2 separate regions of the Mus musculus genome follow, and region 1 is linked to region 2. The links are chromatin contacts, called in public promoter capture Hi-C maps. All regions are on one chromosome and are shown on one strand. The core of a region is the stretch at or near the end of the contact, and the rest is flanking DNA. Distances in the headings are between cores, read along the strand shown.

The links. Capture Hi-C pulls out chosen DNA fragments and counts their contacts.
Region 1: a promoter capture Hi-C map of adipose tissue shows a contact between it and region 2, with 2.4 times the contacts expected there. The contact joins the promoter of Rbm33 here to the promoter of Hadha in region 2. A contact is called at or near these places in 6 of 39 promoter capture datasets (cranial neural crest, erythroid cells, hippocampal neurons and 3 more) and 2 of 9 other capture datasets (adipose tissue and liver).

What each region holds. Positions count from the first base shown.
Region 1 is chr5:28,312,819-28,319,997 of GRCm38.p6, reverse strand. It overlaps Rbm33 (RNA binding motif protein 33), which reads right to left and starts at 2,809. Exons shown (of 19, transcript NM_028234.1): 1 at 2,588-2,809. The coding sequence starts at 2,630. Gm35602 (a long non-coding RNA gene) reads left to right here and starts at 2,911. Exons shown (of 5, transcript XR_003955879.1): 1 at 2,911-3,504; 2 at 5,391-5,490.
Region 2 is chr5:30,149,616-30,156,473 of GRCm38.p6, reverse strand. Hadha (hydroxyacyl-CoA dehydrogenase trifunctional multienzyme complex subunit alpha) reads left to right here and starts at 1,494. Exons shown (of 20, transcript NM_178878.3): 1 at 1,494-1,592. The coding sequence starts at 1,526. Hadhb (hydroxyacyl-CoA dehydrogenase trifunctional multienzyme complex subunit beta) reads right to left here and starts at 1,221. Exons shown (of 16, transcript NM_145558.2): 1 at 1,135-1,221.

The DNA.
Region 1 (7,179 bases), core at 1,560-4,059, 1.8 Mb after region 2:
AATTTCCCAAGTGCTGGGATTATAAACCCATGCCAGGTACACAGCAGCCTTTCAGAGTATGGCACAGTACACACTAGAACTACCCATGAAGCTTGTGCAGTACTAAATCATAATGCCATAACTGTAAACTCGAAAGCCACTGTGCTAGGTGACATGCTAAACCGAGGTGTCAAGTAAGCAATCTACAGATATAAAGACGGTATTACCTACAATGTAAATATTTCCAGTGTAATGGTTTTGTTGGTTCTACAGCAAACATTGGAAATCTAATGGACAAGAGAAAGGGCATTGTTTTCTTTTAAATGAAATATTTCAATCTCTAACTCATCTATCAAGTATATGCTGAACACATGTACAAGGTCAGGAATTTGGGGTGCATGGCAAAGCAGGCAGATATGCTTGTCCTCATAGGTCTTAAAAAACAATTTACAGATTAAGGTAATTGTTCAAGAGAAAATAAGAGTGTTACTAGATGGAGAGGGAGGCACTGAGGTAGCAAACAGATAAATAGAAGCCAATGATTTCTCTAGTAAGGCCTCCTCCCTCAGGAGCCGGAGCATGCTGAATCAGGAGACAGTTACAGGATATTTGATCACACTGTGATCCCCCCAAGATTGTGTTACTTACTAAAAACAAAACAAAACAAAACAAAAACAAAAAAAATGTTTCTAGTTGTATCTCAGCCTTAGCACCTTTAATCCCTCCGCTGGAATACAGACATGCCCTTAGTACACACTTTTAATCCCAAACAAGGAAGGTAAAGTTAGTTTATAGAAGAAAGCACCAATGTTTGAAAGGGATGTCTAATTGAGTGGCAGACAATAAGTGAAAATAAGGAAGGGAGAGAGGGAGGAATGGAGGGATGGAGGGATGGAGGGAGGGAGGGAGGGAGGGAGGGAAAGGGAAAGAAGGAAAAAGAAAAGGAGGAAGGGGGCAGTTTTACTGGCGAGTTTTACAAAGACAGGTTGAAGGAGAGAACAAGCCAGAAAATGAGAAGAAGCCAGAAGATTAGAAAAGGTTGCTAGAGTTGGTGTGAGGCCAAACAGAGCAATCCAGGAGAAGCCATCCCAGAGAAGCCAGATCGATCAGCTTGAGAAGAGCTTGAGCCAAAACAGCTAAGTTGAACCAGCCAGGGTTCAGAAAGAACTAGAAAGGGTGAACTTACCCAACAGTAAGCCTCAGAGATGACCAACTACCAATAGGAGTGTAACCCCTTCAAGGCAGGAACAGTGTACTGCACATGGGCTGAAGAGGTCCAGCAGTTCCAGGACTGCAGAGCTGCTGAGCACCAAGGTGAATATTCAAAAGAACTTGCCTACTTTCCCAAGGAGTTTGGATTAAGTCTAAGCAATGGAAATGCTGACAAGATATTAAGATGGAAGAAAAATTCCAAACTTCCAAAAAGGCAATCTAGCCTTCTAAAATTACAACCCTCAAACTTTCTGGCTAAAAACTAATATACAGCCCTCAAGTTTTATTTGTGTGGATATTTATCAGTTTTTACTATTAAAGTTTTAAATGAGAAACTTAAAAGATCATAAAAGCGCATAGTCCCCAAGCCATCCATGTCAAGTCTTCACATGCCACACAGCCTCTGGAAAACCAAACCACACTAGTGAGAAAAAATGGAAAATGAAAATATCATCTTCATCTTTTAAAAACAGCTTTGACCCAAGGGCTCCCATAACACTGAGACTCACATATAAAACCTTAAGTTTTTACCTTCTCTAATCAGGTAGAGTAGACAAAATGTATTTTAAGCATTTAACTAGAAAGCCTCGAATCTGCATGTTAAAAAAAAAAAAATCATCTATGTAAGCTGGCAGTGACATATACCATACCACATCCTGCCAGAAATGGCATTCTGGATGTAGTCTCTGCCGTTTGGGTTTTTTGTTTTGAGGTCAGAACTCCTAAGCAGGGTTGTTTAACATGCCCACCCCAACCCCCAATCTGTAAGTAAGCATCACTAACACCTCTGGAATATGTAGAATAGTTCAAGTGTCTATAGCCAGAACTAGCTGGCAAATGCTTTTGTTGTCCACATTTTACCGTGAGGGTCTTTTATCCAAGTCCTGAAACGTCATTTTTTTTATTGTTCCACATCTTTAAAAAAAAAAAAAAAAAAAAAAACCCTCGTTCAACAAAACGTGGTTTTACTTATAACTGGCTAGTCTTTCCATATCGTTTACGATTGCGAAATGAAAATACTCAAACAACTGGTTCAGTAACCAACCCTTTGTACACGGTCTTCATCCCTTTCAAGCATACTGCCAAACACAAGTTTTCCTTAGATGATAATAGGTTTATTTAAAGCACCCTAATAAACCGCAAAATTCTTTTTACACTGAGTAGGCTGCTTGCCGCTGCCCAGGGCGCATCTTCCAAGAAGACTGGAAGTCGCCAGGGCCCCCCGACCCCGTCGCGGGGCCGCCGCCGACCTCGCGTCGCCGCCTCGGGCCTAACGCTCCGCGCTCCCGGCCTGAACGGCGGCGGCAAGCCCGGGGCGGCTCCGTCTGTGGCGGGGCAGCACGAAGGCCCTACATAAAGGGTGCCCGGTCTACGGCCCCCGCCGCGGCCCACGTACCTCCAGCGCCTGCTCCTCCGCCTGCGCCCAGGGCGGCCGCCATGGTGGTCCCCGGGCCCGGCCTTCAGCCGTCCCCCGAGCTCCTGGCAGGCCGACGGCTCTGGTGCGGGCCGGGGAGGCGGGGGAGCGGCGAGGGCCGGCGCCCGCGAGCGAGCAGAGGCGAGGCCCGCGCGTCGCGGTCCGCAGCGGACCCTCGCCTCCGCAGGAAGAAAACAACACTACGGCAACATGGCCGCGCCGCGGTGCACGCCGGGAGCAAGGCGGGCGGAAGAGCCAGGCGGCGGCGGGCGGACGCCTAAGGTCCCGGGTGCCTGAACGCCAGCGAGTGCCCGGCGGCGCGCGCTAGAAAGAGCAGCGCACAGACACAGTTTCGGCCGGGCTGGAAGGCCGAGGCTTCAGGCGGGAGGAGTGTGGACGGCCACACGCCGTAAAGTCGACATAAATCGCCTTGCAGCAGTAGGCGCGGCTGCGCTTTACGACGGCTGAGCCGCCGTGGCAAGTGGAGCCGAAGCGCGGCCGGAGACGCTAACGGCCGAGTCTGGCTACCGCGCCCCCAAGCTTGAGGCGCGCGAACGCTACATCGACGCACGCGCACTCGCGTTCGCGCGAGCTGGCGGAAAGCCTCGCGCGTAGGGTCTTAGGAAAGGAGAGGAGGTGTGTGGCGGTGGCACTAGGTACCACGACCTCAAAGACGGACTCCAGAGCATCCTAAAGCAAGTCCCCAAGCCTGCGGCTTTGAGGACGAGGTTTCGGGCAAAAGCGAGCTGGGAAGGCGGAGGAGCCCCGCAGGTGGGCCCTTGGAGAGGCCCGGCATGGAGGCTGGTCGCCGCTCAGTGAGAATTCCAGACGCGGGCATCCACATTCCCGGAAAGTCTTAGGGAGCTAAAAGAATGTCTGCTGTGAAATTCAACTTTTAGGTGATTGAAATTTTTCCTCATAAAAAAAAAAAAAAATCCCTAAAATCCCTGCTTTATAATGTTCATTTAAGAAACAGAAGGAAAAAAAATTCCTTTTTTAAAAAATCGTCATGAAGTCATTGCCCAATAAAAGTAAGCCTGGCATGGAGCCTCACTGACTAACTAGATTTCTGTCAGAAAGCACATTAATTCATATCTAAACTGCTTGAACCCCTTGTCACCTTTTCCTAATTTTTACACTGTTCAGGATGGACTACCCAACTGAGAATATTTTCAAGATAATATCAGTGCTGGTCTTGAGAAAGACCTCTCAAAAATAGGTACAATGATAAAATTACTTCATAATACTTTATAACGTATTACACATGAAAAAAGACGTGCATCTCAATTATAGCAAATGAAGATTAAATTGCTCAAAGGCCACTGAATATCCACTTCGAATGAGTCAGGATTTCAACTCTATGTCTGCCTTGACTCAAATCTCATGTTCTAACATAGCTATGACCTTAAGAAAGTAGTTTTCTTAATTTCACCTAAAACTGAAATTCTCCAGGACAGGAAACTCTAAACATTCTGTACTGAAACATTCACTAGAAAAACATTTAACCTGTATGTAGGAACACCTAGTATTTAGAGATGTGATCACTTGCTGTGAGTACAGATTTAATCACCCCCTTTTCCTTATCACTACATACCACTTCAGTCAGCTCTCTAACTTCCTCTAGAAACCTGTTAAAGGCTCAGTGTCAACCAGGAAACCAAACTGCAACGCTTGTGGTGAAAATGGTTTCAGAGCACGGCTCAGCCCTTAAATACCTCACAGGAACCTCGCCCTCTGTGCTTTCCTAATTGAGGTTACTATCTAAACGTGAGGGTTTAAGAATGAACTCTCAGCCCGGCGTGGTGGCACACGCCTTTAATCCCAGCACTCGGGAGGCAGAGGCAGGCAGATTTCTGAGTTCAAGGCCAGCCTGGTCTACAAAGTGATTTCCAGGACAGCCAGGGCTATACAGAGAAACCCTGTCTCGAAAAAAAAGGAACTCTCAGAGCTATTAGATACACTGGCTTCTATAGGTCAGTAGCTTTTAAGCCAAGGAGGCACCTTCCCCTCAGTGAGTACCTAGGTGGCCTTGGAGACACACTGTGCCTTCATTGACACCTAACACCCAAATCTTGGCTTTTGAATCCTATATTCCAAAAGAATAGTTTCTATTTGAAACACTTCACCTGAGTTAACTAACACTTCAATTATGAGTGAATAAAAATCTTGTGTACCTACAGAATGAAGTAGGAGAACAATGTCTTTTGTGGAGATCAAAGACGTCTACCTAACACCCAGTGTAGTCACTGACCAGCTATAATAAAGACTTTCTATTGGCTTAAATAAATAAACAAACAAATAAATAAAATGGAATAGTGACTGAAAGCACAAAAAGTAAAGCAAGTTAGAAGCACAGGCAGTCTATAAGTCATGGAATGATCATTTGCTCCACACTCTATGCCTCCATAAGGGCCGTACATTTTACTAATTAAAAAGTGGGGCAAGTGAAGATTAAATTAATCAAAAGTCTCTGGATCTGCACTTTCAACAAATGAATCACGATTTCAACTCTGTATCCATCTTGACTCAAATCTCATGCTCTAACATAGCTATGGCATTGAGAAAGTAAAATCTTCTAACAAGAAAGAAATGGAATTCAGTGATCAATAGTTCTCCAGGGAGAGACGCTTTCTACATTCACATTTTCTTGTTGAAGAGACAGTATCTCCACTGCCTGCCCCGGGTGCATGCTGTCATGTCGTTCCTTCCATTATGAACTCTCCTTCTGGAATCATAGACCCAAATATAGACTTTCATATGTTTTTTGTTTTTTTTTTTTAAAAAGGCTATCTGAGTTAATTGTTGAGAAACTTCTACTGAAGAATGCTCTATGCGGGTTTGTAATCTTCAAAAGCATCACATTTATGAACGTCTGGGAAAAACAGGTAGGTGGAGTTCCTGGCTAAAGAAGAGTCATGGCCACCAAGTACAGCCCATGACTGAAATGGCTCTCCCAGGGAGATGTATCAGTGGGCCAATTGTGAAAATAGGAAGGCCACAGGATCAGAGAGGTGGAATATGACAGTTAACTGCTTGATTTTGATTGTTGTGGTTGGTAAGTAAGAATGCTTTGGCATACTAAACATAAAGGTGGAGGGTGGATACCTACTCAGAATTCACATAGTAATGCATTCAACCAAAACATGGAGTTAGATGGATGGTTCAGTGGTTAAAAGCATATACTGAGGGGCTGGAGGGATGGCTCATCCATTAAGAGCACTGACTGCTCTTCCAGAGGTCATGAGTTCAATTCCCAGCAACCACATGGTGGCTCACAACCATCTGTAATGGAATCCAATGTCCTCTTCAGGTGTGTCTGAAGGCAGCGACAGTGTACTCCTATACATAAATAAATAAAACTTTAAAAAAAAAAAAGCATATACTGCATTCACAGAGGAGCAGTGTTTGGGTCCTAGTCCCATGTCAGGCAGCTCACAAACACCTATAACTCCAGCTCCATGGGATCTGATGCCCTTTTCTGGAGTGCACCTACACATTTGTATATACCCTCACACATTTTCTATGTCAGAAATGTACATGGGTCAGAAGACTGTTATTCCCAATTTACAACTGAGAAAAAGTGCAATTCCCTTGATCCAAGACATCAAGATTTCAAAGCAACCAAGTAGCTGGAAATCTGGGATAAGACACCTCTAAAGGGTTAGGACTTTGTCAATGGTATTCACTTGCCTATAATAGACACAGCCAGCTCCATATGAACTGGAATACAAGTCAACCAAAACGGTTAATAAACTTGTAAGTGCTGTGTGGAATATGGTGAGTTTAGAGCCCCTAGCCATAGAGTAGAAGAAACACTGGCTCCCTAGTAGGCTTCCCCATAAGCTGTACCATGTACTCATGAAAGGTGGGGAGAATCTCGAGACTGCCCATCACTGTGCTAGCTGATTTTCACTTAAGGAATTTCACCCACACACATCTCCCTTTTCATCCTTCTGAGAAGATTCTAAATCTTCATGGGGGAGGGGGCAAAAACTGAAGCCACAGGGCAATGAGAAAAACCAGTTCTACTGTGGGAAGAGCACAGAGAAAAATACAGACAGAAAGAAGCACATGCCAGTCCAGCACAATAGCTGAAGTAGGAATACTATAAAGCCCAACCACAAGATTCAGGGACTACCTGCCTAATATGGATGCCTAACCCATCAGTGGACCCCACTCTACTCTCCTCTCATGTAAGTAACAAATACCAAATGGAGAAGGCCTAGGGGTGGGGCTCAAGGATAAAGTCCTGGTCTATCATGTATGAGGCTTCATCCCCACCACCAAAAAGGAGACATTTTTTTTTTTTTCGGGGCAGGGTTTCTCTGTATAGCCCTGGCTGTCCTGGAACTCACTTTGTAGACCAGGCTGGCCTCGAACTCAGAAATCCGCCTGCCTCTGCCTCCCGAGTGCTGGGATTAAAGGCGTGCGCCACCACGCCCGGCGACAAGTGTTTTTTAAACAAGTGTCAAAGATGGAGCATGTGGGCAGAGTAACACACACCTGTAATAGCATTTGGGAAGCAGAGGAAGAAGGATTGCTTCAAGTGCATGGCCAGCCAGGAAGTCACAGCT
Region 2 (6,858 bases), core at 245-2,744:
TTTTGTCAGTTCCATCTCTAGTTTAGGAAAAATGATAAAAAGCTGCAGGCAACACAAAACAAGTATGTAACAGAGCACAGGGTGGGCTCACAAAACAAACTATTTTCTGTGTGGCTCTTTACAAAAAAAGGATATGAAATAGGTGTAGTGGAAGGCGTGGTATGGGAAAAGGGTTCCTTTTTTGCAATTTACTCCGAAGTGGTCATTTAGTACCAGCTTAAAGTGTTCTTGGTGGTGGAAGACTTAGTTTGACTAGAGCTTTAAAACAGGACGCTCCTTTCTTTCTAGAATCATTTTAGCCATTTCTTTCCTGTGTGGCAGAATAATCAATTAACTAGCAAGTGCCACTTCTGTTTGAATCCTGGCTTGCCACAGAGAAGGTATTATAATCTTTCTGAGCCTGTCAAGTCACCGAAAGTGCAAATGAAACGTGGGGTTTGTGCGTATTAAACAAAATGGTGCACACACCGGAAGCTGACTTTACTTTCTTTTGAAAACAATCAGTTTATTTCAGGGCTCATCTTTCCAGCACCAAAACAAACAACTCACACCCTGGCGCCCAGAAGAGCTGAACTCTCAATTAAAAGTAGACTTAGGTTCTAGACTAATTCTACCACCTGTGGCGCAGTCTCAGTCACTAGCTACGGCTACTTCACAGAAAAAAGAGTGAGGGGTGGCAGGTTTGCCCAGATGTTTGCTGGGTTAGAAAATGTCCGTGAACCCTGGATCACCAAGCAGACTGGAGGACTGTCTTGGCTGCTTTCACCCCCGAGACCCGCACTTAACGACGCGTTCTCAATCTCTACAGCCGCCAGACTGCCTAGACAGGTCAACAACAGGGGAAACGACACCGCTCTGACACAGCCCAGCGTTTCACACACACGCAATCCATTCGTAAACCTGAAGTGACAAATGCAGACAGAAGACACCGCTGCCGCGAGCTACGCGAGAACGCGACCACCGCCCGCCCTGAGGCGGTTCGCACTGGAGGCCTGGACCAGCCTGTCCCGCTCTTGGGACTTCGACCCTCACAGCAAAGGGAAGCGGCCGCGGGCATCGACGAGAAGAGTCGGGAGCAAAGTGGCACCTGCCTGTGGGGAAATCAGAAGAAAACCGAGAAGCGCGCTGCCGCACCTTAGAGTCCGCGAAAACTGCCGCTGCCAACAAGGTCAAGTCCAGACTGACAAACGTCCGCCCACGCCGAGGGGCGGCTCCCGCTCCGCAAGGACCCCCTCTCGCCCCGCCCGCCATCACCGCGGCATTTACGGGCTGCCCGCTGAACGCCTGAGCAGAAAGTCAGACACTCCGCCCTCTCCTCGGAGGTCCTTAGTCTCACCTTCAGAGAAATCATCCTTTCGGCTCGCTTAGTTGAGAGCAAGAGGTAGGGCGACAGGACGGGTGGCAACTCAGAGTCTGCGTTTTAGTAAGGCGGCACTTAGGACACCCTGCCGGACAGGCTCAGAAAAGAAAAGCCCTCGGCTCCATTGCCCCCCACTAGAAGAGCTTTCGTCCTCTTCTGCTCAAGATGGTGGCGTCCCGGGCGATTGGCAGTCTCAGTCGCTTCTCTGCCTTCAGGATCCTACGCTCCAGAGGTGAGCCTGGAGAGGGCTCGGGAGAGTCTCGGAGTGCCTTCAGGAACTGGGGCGGCGGGGAGCAGCGTTTGCCTCTCACTGTCTGCCTCCCACCCCTTTCCCGGGACCCGTGGAAATGGGGCTACTGTTCCGAGACCCTATTTCCTGTGTCCTTGTAAAGGAACTGTCACACCCTCTCTCGCCCTGCTCCGGCAGTGTCAGGCTCTCCCCTAACTTTCCTGAGTCTTTTCCACTTAGTCTGGCAGTTTGCGCAGGTCTCTGCTGTAGCCCTGAGCTCACGCCCCTCTTGTCTCCCTTAATGTTTGTCTTGGCCCTGACACCGCTAAGTTCGGAGGACTAAGTAAGACCTGTCACATTTTTGAGGCTCTACTACATGTTAGTCGCCATAAGAGATATCTATCAGCCTTCTCGGTGACATTGACTACTAGCCTTACAGATCAATGCCACTCCTTGATCTTTTCCGTCAAAACCATTTTTCCCCCCCAGAGAACTCAGCTCTCCCACTTCAGTAATCTTAGTTTGAATGTATAGAAGGTTGAAACTGGAGGTTCTCCGACTTAGGCAAAGAAATTTTGATGAGGAAAAAAATTTTTGATCACTTAGAAACTATTTCTAATCTCATTTCTGTCGATTCCCAGTCAGGCTCCAGGAACTGCATTCCTTTTCAAGCTGGCAGTGAAAGGGTTAAAGGGGTGTTGTTAGAAAACAGCCTTTTCCCAGACATCCCAAATCTGTAAGGGCAAATGTAACTTCATTGTGTATCATACTTGATACTAGTTACTTCCCAGACTTTAGTTTGTAACGTGAATTCACTTTAATTTTCCTCACAAAAAAAAAGGGATGCGTGTAGAATTTACTTCTCTTACCCTCCCCTGGCATTTAATTGATTGAATCTTTTTCTACTTTTTTAAAAACCTCCATAGATCGATTATGTGTAAATAGCCAAAATTGCTACCCACCAAAAAAAAAAAAAAAAAAAATTAAAAAAAAAAAAAAAGTGAAGTGGACTGGGTGCTAATTCACCTTTAATATTAGGTGGGTCTTTGTGTTCCTGTCTGGTCTACATAGTTCCAGGCCAGTCAGGGCTACACAGTGAGACCCTGTCTTTTAAAAAAAAGAAAAGAGCCGGGCATGGTGGCACACGCCTTTAATCCCAGCACTTGGGAGGCAGAGGCAGGTGGATTTCTAAGTTCAGGGCCAGCCTGGTCTACAGAGTGAGTTCCAGGACAGCCAGGGCTATACAGAGAAACCCTGTCTCGGAAAAACCAAAAAAGAAAGAAAGAAAGATCCATCGATCTCTATGTCTCCTGTTTGCACTTGGTTGTGTTTCCTTTTCCACATTTATAACAGTTTTAGGGGAAAAAAGGCACCTATGGTCCTGTATTTGATGTAAGGTACTTTCATGAATTGGCAGCCAGGTTAGCACTGGAGTGGTGATTGGGTCACATGTTCTCTTGTCACTAGCTAGCTGTTGACTTTGCCCTTTCATCTAAATGGGCTTTCTTTTCCCATCTGTGAAATGAATGAGAGTGATTTTTTTTCTTTGACAGGAGAAGTAGTATGATGGAGCAATTAAAAGCATTAAATACGGACTCTGTCATCTGGCTTGAATCTACAGTTTACCTTCTAGTGACCTTGGGAATTAATTTCAGTATCTTTATCATTGGTAAAATGGAGTCAATCATGTTAAATCTAAAGAAGTTATATTAGGTATAACACATAGGCATACATTCTCAATAAATGTTATTAGTTTTTTATCCCTTAGAAGCAATGACTATATATAGCTGAGAACTTGTAATCTATCCATTTTACATAGGTAATAAAAAGCTAACAGCTAAATTTTCCTATACTTCTACATAGAAACATATCTAAATATATAAGTTGTATTTTTTTTTTCATTAAGAAAATGTAGTCTAGAGCTGGAGAGAGGTTAAGAGCGCTGACTGCTCTTCCCAAGGTCCTGAGTTCAAATCCCAGCAACCACATGGTGGCTCACAACCACTCGTAATGAGATCTGATGCCCTCTTCTGGAGTGTCTGAAGACAGCTACAGTGTACTTACGTATAATAAATAAATCTTTAAAGAAAAAAAAAAAAAGAAAAGAAAATGTAGTCTATTATAGCTACAGATTATTTTAATACCAGCTTATGCACTTTGAAAAAATATGCAGGAAAGTCTATTTAAAATTAGCTGTACACCTGATTTACTATTTAGAGTCTAGACTCAGCAGGTCTGTCCTTGACCCTGAGAGTGTGTGGAGGCATTGCCAAATGCTTAATGAACTATGGCACTTACTGTGAAAGAGATCTTGTACAATACTGTTATTCTAACATGACTATCAAAAAAGTCATAAGTTGATCTTAATATCCATTTAATTCCTACTTTTCCTAATTCCTAAGTATGTAAGTGGTAAAACAATTTTACAAGAAGTGAACGGCAATTAGTAGTTATTTTTAAATCTGACTCTCACTTCTTGTCCCAGGGTTGAATTTTGAAAAAGCTATAAATTTCTATAAACTAAAGTAACGTTTCCAGTTTTCAAAGTTGTGCAGCACAATCCAACCCTTCCCACTGACTATAGTTGTATATGACCTTGTAGATATTTTCTTGAGTTACACATGAAGATGATTAGAAAGTAGGGCAAAGGTTTTGCATTTGCTGGCACTGAAAATGTAGGCTAAAGTTCACACCGCGTCTGTATAGTAAGCTTTGTTGTTAGGGTAAGGCTGGATTCCAGAAGCAGTTACCTTGTACTTTGGCTTGATTAAATTGATAGTCGTTAAGATTTTTTTTAAATGTTTGTTCATTTACTGCTCTTTCTCTTTGCTTTTTGTCTCTGTTGGTTTAGAGTATGTTTTGTGTAAGTGTGTGGGAGTGTGTTTACCACAAAGAGAAGTTAGTCGGCTGGAATTAAAATGGCTTAACAATAGGCTAATGAGCACCAGCTCTTTTTTTATTACTATTATTTGTTTGCTTGCTTATTGAGACAAGATCTCAATAGATCTGGCTAGCCTGGAACTCCTAGGGGTCTGCCTCCCTCTGCCCTCAGAGGTGTGTGTCCACACCCCACTTTGCATCTTCAACCTTTAAAGAACAAATATTTGATTTTTAAGATAATAACTCTGCCCTGAGGAATACAAATACTTGTGAATTGGGCATTCCATTAAGACAGGAAGATTACAAGTTCTAGCTAGCCTGGGCTGGCTAAGAGTACCTCACCTGGAAAAAAGTTGCAACCATGTTGCTTTTGAAGGTTGTTTTTTTGTTGTTTGTTTGTTTGGTTAGGTGGGTTGGTTGGTTTGGTTGGTTTGTTATTTGTTTCAGCATTTGTATTCTATCACTTACATACTTACTTTGCTAGGCTTCTGTCTGTCTTTGTACCTCACCCCTTCCTACTTGGACTCTAGCAGTCAGTCCATTCCTACTTCGGGATACTTTACTCTTTCCTAGGTAGATTCCCCATCCCATGCTGCTTTCCCACTAGACTTTGTACTTTACAATTGAATTTTCAGAACTGGGTATTGAACCTAGGTCCGTGTGTGTGGTGGGCAAACAGTCTACACTGAGCTATTTTCAAATATTCACCTGTGTCCCCCGAACAGGAGCTGATTCAGTGCCATGTCCTCAGCACATGCCCTGGAGCAGCCCTGGGATGCAAGCTCCACCAAGAAAGGGGGCCCTGCACATTTTGTTGATGATCAGAACTGAAAGGTTTTTTTTTTTTTTAAGATTTATTTATTTTATTTTTATAGATATGTATATACATACATACATTCATGTATATATGTGCATGTGTGTGTGTGTGTGTGTGTGTGTGTGTGTGTGAGTACACTGTAGATGTTTACAGACACACCAGAAGAGAGCATCAGATCCCTTTACAGATGGTTGTGAGCCACCATGTGGTTCTAGGAATTGAACTCATGACCTCTGGAAGAGCAGTCAGTACTCTTAATGGTTGAGCAGTCTCTCCAGCCCCAAGAACTGAAGTTTTAGTATTAAGAAATAAGTAATTAGTTAGTTGATACTATTTTTAGGGCAGTGGTTCTCAACCTTCTTTAACACAGTTTTATATGTTGTGGTGACCCCCAACTATAAAATTATTTCATTGCTACTTCATAACTAATTTTGCTATTGTTGGGAATCATAATGTAAATACCTGCTGATATACATACAGCACATCTGATATGTGATCCCAAAGGGGTCAAGACACCCAGGTTGAGAACCAATGCTTTAAGGCATCTGCCATTTCTGAGTACAGATGTTTGCATGTGTAACTCTTAATCAAGAAAGTGACATTTGTCTTTTTTTTTTTTTTTTTCTGGAACTAAGGAAAGGGACAACTTTCCTAGAATAGTCAGGCAAATTTAGGACTCAGTGATCAGGAGAAGGGAGTGAAGAATTAGAGAGGAGCATAGACAGGCGGTTTGAGGTGAACATGAGTATAGATGAAGGAGAAAAAGAGGGTGTTCTGAAGAACCCTAAAAGCTGCATTTAGGGGATGTTGCCTCAGAGCTACTCCAGAACAACCTGCTTATCACCTAAAGCTTGCTTAGAGCAGGGTAGACACAAGCCTTTAGGATGGAGGGGCTATAGAACAACGCCTCAAACAAATTTAATGTTTGTCCAAAATTCCCCTTAGATTCCCTGTCTTCTACCTAGAATCTAGCTGGAAAGACCCTGCACTGGGCCACTCTTGTGTGCTTGCACGCAGAGGATCCAGTCCTCGTCACTGTTAGAGAAAAGCCCAGTCCTGAATTAGAACTGACTGCTGCGTGTGGGAGGGGTCATGACACTGATGTGACTGACATGAGAAAGGCAGGTCTAAGATTCCCCAAAGTGCAGTTAATTAGAACTCTGGACAGGATAATCCTTAGCAGCAAAACAGTAGATTTCCCATACTCTGAGGAGGGAGTATGGGAATTATATACTAAGCCAGACAGAGTTATTCACAGCCAACCAATACAGCTGGCCTTCCTCAAAAATTATTTTGAAATAAAATACCTAGTGTCAGTTAGGAGATAGTCTTAGGGACTAGATGTAACTCAGTGGTAGAGCACTTCTCTAGCTTATATCTTTGGGTTTAGTAACCCTCAGCACTAAGCCTTGATAGGTACTCTCTTAATCACGGCAGACAGATGAATAGCTTTGAGTTCAAGGCCAGCCTCATCTACATAACAAGTTCTTCTAGACCAGCTAAGACTTTATAGTGGCCAAACAAAACTCTTAGCAGTTGGGAGGTTAAGGTAGGAAAATCATGAAACCAAGA